2 separate regions of the Mus musculus genome follow, and region 1 is linked to region 2. The links are chromatin contacts, called in public HiChIP or PLAC-seq maps. All regions are on one chromosome and are shown on one strand. The core of a region is the stretch at or near the end of the contact, and the rest is flanking DNA. Distances in the headings are between cores, read along the strand shown.

Evidence for each region. HiChIP or PLAC-seq counts read pairs in DNA pulled down with a chosen protein or histone mark.
Region 1: an H3K27ac HiChIP or PLAC-seq map of heart atrium shows a contact between it and region 2, with 9 read pairs. The contact joins two enhancer-like sites. A contact is called at or near these places in 1 of 15 datasets of contacts at CTCF or cohesin (the NIH/3T3 cell line) and 2 of 115 datasets of contacts at active chromatin or transcription factors (embryonic stem cells and heart atrium).

The regions. Positions count from the first base shown.
Region 1 is chr15:11,743,820-11,746,519 of GRCm38.p6, reverse strand. No RefSeq gene overlaps it. Among named protein-coding and RNA genes, the nearest start is that of Gm34501, 16 kb to the right of the region's middle. Within about 2 kb of position 1,324, at least 31 of the 459 cell types and tissues checked have an H3K27ac peak or open chromatin away from gene starts, as enhancers often do. A contact at or near this core is called in heart atrium, where this site is marked.
Region 2 is chr15:11,454,114-11,456,813 of GRCm38.p6, reverse strand. No RefSeq gene overlaps it. Among named protein-coding and RNA genes, the nearest start is that of Tars, 56 kb to the right of the region's middle. Within about 2 kb of position 1,368, at least 40 of the 459 cell types and tissues checked have an H3K27ac peak or open chromatin away from gene starts, as enhancers often do. A contact at or near this core is called in heart atrium, where this site is marked.

The DNA of each region.
Region 1 (2,700 bases), core at 75-2,574, 290 kb before region 2:
CCCAGCCCTTCCTCAATAGTTTTCTGACTTCTGTCACCACATGTTGATTTGTCCTGATTTGCATTTCCTATGAATGGATCATATGGGGATAGAGAGCCATAAAGTGCTGACTTCCAAACCTCCTTTGATATTTCTTGCTCATCACTTCTCTGCCTTTTGGCTAAGATCAAGTGTGATATTTCTTGCTTAAACAATATCTCTGGACAGCCATCAGCCACTCATAGAAGAGGGTCCTTAATTCAACAAACATGAATTAAAGTCGCCTTTTCCTTGTGTTTGCTGAGTTTTCCTTAACGGGAACTTCTGGCTCTTTGGGAACACTCTCAGGATGAAGGTTGCAACATCAGGGAGCCTTAAGCTGCCTTCCTGTAAACTCCCCTAGCTGGTTTTATGCTCTTACACAATATATCAGTTTGGTCTCTGTTACCTTCAGTTTCTGTAATCTGAGAATGGCTCTAACTTCAACTGTCCCCGCACACATTGCTTTGATAAAACTCTTCTTCCAAGGTGGGCATATCCTTCCACATTGATCCACATCTCCCTTTCTATACGTGTGGCCACCCAAGCTTTCTGTTCCACTGTTTGCACTGTTACACTGGTCAGCTATTGCATCCCCACACCAGCTACTCCAAGTAGTTATCAGGGCATTGCACACTTGCCATTTCAAGTGTGGACTTGGTCCCTTTCCATCTGTAAGGGAGCAGCAAAGACTCGGCTGCAACGTGGAGCAGAGCTGTAGCAAAGGCTTGGAGGGAACAAAAGCACAACGTGATTGTTCTTGGAACCAGGACAGATTTGGTTTCTGCAGAGAAGGAAGTTTATATAATTTGAAGGCCATCTACAGGGACGAGAATATGGAAGCATCGTACTTTTGCAAATGAAATATCTTATGACTGTGTATGCACAGTCTAAGCCTCCTGTAGGACCTGTATAGAGCAATACACCTAGACATCCATCTGCATCAGCCTCACGGTTTAGTCACAACTGCTTCCAGACGTTTTCATTCCCCAACTCTGATGACTCACATGGTATAACCGTGTTATTGAAGCCTGACGAGGGTTTTGAAGCCCCTTTTTTGATAGCCTGAGAGCTCACATCCCAGTCTCTTTAGGACAATGTGAAAAACAGCCTGTTTTGTGTTCTTCCTGTCCACTAACCATGTGTTTCTGAGACGGTGCAGAGAGTGTTTCAGGAATAACACTGCTTTTCAACATGGGGATGTACATATAAGAAGCTGTTCACATTTTCAAACTCACGGTCTTGTTAATGGACTCTCCTTACGTGCCAGGGCCTCTTCCAATCTAACAGGCTTTCCAAAGAACTGTTTATACAGTTCTGCCTTCCATCTGCTTGACAGGAATTTCTCCCAGTACTAAAGGAGGCCCTTCCTAGAGATAAAAGACATTTTCTTCTGAAATACCACAGCCGCTTTCAAATGCCCCGAGAGATAATTGTGTAACTTCAGAAATCTAAGCTGTAATTCTCCCAGGATGCTCTACACATTGTATAACAACACTATCTATTCACGGGGTAGTCTGAAAAGAAAAGCCACATCAGCAAATGTGTTTCACAGTCTTGAAGGACTCCAGATGTTACAGTTGGACACACAGAGCAGGACACCTTCCAGTTAAAAGCATTAAACTATTGACAATTCTCTATTTCTTTTATTAGTGACCTTAGGGATGGTAAATTAGCACCCACAAATAAATGTTCCTGAACCAAAATATCAGCCAATCCCCTCTGCTATTTTATCCACCTGAAGTGAGTGAAAACAACTTAGGAGTTAGTGAAGAAGGAAAGGGCACAGACTCAGCCATAAACAAGTGTAAACTCAACAGATTCACAGAGCCAATATTAAATACCCAAGGCAAGATTTAAAATGCTTATAAGTATATAAAGGTAATTATTGAGGAAGCTAGATAACATATATTAAATGGTTTCTGCAGAAACCATAGCATGTATATAACCCAATACCTTAAAAATCATCATTAGTCTACAATGTTGGCGTTAGTCCCAGGCCCTGTGATCTCATTAAAGGAGGAATGACTGTATTTGCTGTCTGCCCACAGGGTGTAGTGCAGTGGCCAGCAATTTAAAGACATGCTTCTTGTGAAATATGTTTTCCTTTTGTTTGTTACCTAGTTTAAGGTCTCAAACCCAAGTCTTTTGTTGACCATCGTCAAAATATTTACCAGTCCAGTTTAATCCATGACCTTTCCCACTAAGAACTTTTTTTTCCTGTCGATTTTTTTAAAAAGAAAAGAAAATGAGTGGCAAGTTTCAGTTTCAATTCAAGCTATAAAGGTGTCGGCCTTCATGTGCTTTTTAAAAAAGATCTGTTAAATACGCATAAAGTTGAATAATCTTATGAGACTGAAAAATAATCTAAGCAAGTGACAATGATGTCAACAAAAATCACACATGGAGTGTTGGGAAAGTTCAATCACATACATGCTGGGTCAGAATAATGCTTGACTAACTAATTCCAGAGCAGAGAAGACATAGACAGCATGCTCCCTGATACAAAGCAATGAAGCAAGAAATCAATGAGAAAAATCTACATACATGCTTCTTAAAGCGTTGATAATGATAACCCATTCTAAAGGGACAGTAAAGAGTCCGTTGAAATTCAGCTGGCTCCCCCCACCTCTGATATCTTTATTTTTGTCCATCCATTTTATTTAAATGCTTGAAGGTAGG
Region 2 (2,700 bases), core at 119-2,618:
GGGTCATCTTGAAGAGTGACCAGTACACACATATACACATACATGTGGGTGCACACACACATACACACACACACACACACACACACACACACACACACACAGAGAGAGAGAGAGAGAGAGAGAGAGAGAGAGAGAGAGAGTAAAAGGATGGTGATTTAAGAACACCATCAATGCCTTAAGGCTCCAGGGCAGACCCACTGACTCAGAGTCTGTACTGTTGATATCAAAGTGTCTATGTTCCTAAAGTTGTACGACTAATTATAATACCTCACCACAGGGTTGGCACTATGGTATGTATGCCTGTAAACCCAGAACTTGGGAAGCTGAGACAGGACTCTTACAAGTTTAAGCCTTGCCTATGCTACATATGAAGACCCTGTTTCAAAAACAAACAAAAAAAAAAAAAGGAAAAAAAAAGATTTTAAAAAGTCACTTAAGAGCGTGTAAGGCAATCCATGGATATAAGTCTGCCTAGTCTTTGCTGTTTGTGAAAGAGCACTGAGGTCCACATTAAGCATTTGAGGGTGAAGCCAGTCTTTGACCACATGTTCTCCATATGACGTGAGCAAGTTCCTGTGGATCCTATGGGAGGTTTTGTTTCCTTACTTGTAAAGTTCACAGAACAATACACCTCCTCACTCACACTTTTATATGCGTTAAACCACCACTTAGCATGCCATGCCAGAGAGATTGGGCGGAAATACTTCAAATACTATCTGCTTAGAGTTTACCACCTCTGGAGCACGTTGTTTTCATCAGTCCTGTTAGCTAAATGAGGAAGGGAGGCCTAAGCCCACCAACGACCCTTGCAAGAAAATTACTAACATTAAGCTACTTAAATTTCTCTCTAATAACTCAATCGAGCAAGTGGGTAGGATGACATAAAGAAACTAAAATATGAACTTCTTCATTTTAAAATGAAAGATAATCTAGTCATGAGCGCTTGTGACACTCAGCCTACACATCACTGAAACAAACAAACAAACAAACAAAAAAAAAATTTAAGAAACCTGTCTGAAAAAAATAAAAAAGCATGAAGCTCTAAAAGCTGTCCCGTCATCACGTTAACACCATCTCGTCAGGGGAACACTAGCAAACGTGTGTGTTAGTGGAGCGGCTGTTGCAATAAATCCTTGGAGGACCGATCGAAAAGGGGGGAAAATTCCTCGAACATTTATGAAAATGTTTTTCTTGGTTTGGTAATAAATGTTTATAACACTGGGTGTTTGCCAGCGTGGCTTTCCTTATACAATAGCTTTGTGAACATTTTTAAACTATCACAGGAACCGGCGCTAGGAAGGAGCTGGGAGGATAAAATGAACAGTCAGTAATATTCTTTCAGAGGACTGGACTGCATGAACATTTCCAGATTTGATTGCTATGAGTCACAAATTCCAAAGGCCTAATCCTTCTCCCTATCACAGTACAGTTAGATTTCACCAGTCCCTGCGGAGAGATAGAGAACCAGCTCTTTGCAAACATTAGGAACAAAGCCATCTTATTAGTCTATTGGGACATGAAAACCAAGTTTGGTACCTGAGCAGAAAAAAAATAAAATAGGAAAGGGCTGTGTGCAAAGCTGCCATCCATGTACAGACACGAATGTGATAGCGATTCCAAAGGACGGCTTTGCAAAACAGGAAAATGCTCAACTATGATGATTCACATTTCCACCTAAGGTGGAATTTCTAAAGCAGACTGTTTCCAACAGACTTCGCAGTATAACAATTCTTTTGGCGGGTGCCAAGGGGAAAAAAGAGAGCCAATTGAAAGCACAAGTCTCCATGTGAACATGTGTCGTTGTTTCTAGACTTTGTTTTCCTCAAGAGAGGTTTAGGTGAAATTCTTTTTTAATTTCCTATGGAAAGGGCAACTTAAAGGGACTATCCAAGCCTCACACTCTGGAGAACTCGCAAAGAAAATTCTAAAGGAAAGATAAAGTTAAGAAGGAGCATGTCCACATGGACAGACCATATCCTCCAAACCTGAAGCATGCTCAGAACAAGAGGAGCAAATGTTCAAAGACCAGTCACACAGCTGGAGGCTGTATTGTGGTGGCTTTTACTAGACTGTAAACAGTGACGGTCTCAGAGCTTATCTCAAAACCTAGATCCAGAAATCTTGAGGATAGGGAAAGGGATTTGTGCTTATTTTGAAATGTCCAACACAATCTAACATTTTGAATCCTCCTTCTCTGGTTGTAATACTGTTCTGAGGGATGTGGAGTCTTGAGGGATCTAGCGGGTGCAGGCAGGGTATACTGATGTCAGTCTGTTTATGCTGCTTCCTGATCTGCTAAGATGTGAAGGGCTGCTCAACCTCACACTCCTGGCACCATGGACAGTTGCACCCAATGGCCCTTGTCCACTATGATAGACTGTGCCTCTCTGAAACCATTAGACAAAATAAAGCTCTGCCTTCTTTGATTCTGTCAGGTATTTTGGTGTTTGCTGGCACAACTTTCTTTATACAATGGCTTTGTGAACATATTTTTTAAACTAGTGGACAAACTGGTGCTAGGCAAGAGCTGGAACAACAAAATCGACATGTAGTAATGTTCTTACCAAGGACTGCATGACTACTTCCAGGTTTGATTGCTATGAGTCACAAATTCCAAAGGTTTCATCTTTTTCCCTACCACAGTGCAGTTAGATTTCACAAGTCCCTGCAGAGATAGAGATTTAATTCTTTTCAAACTTT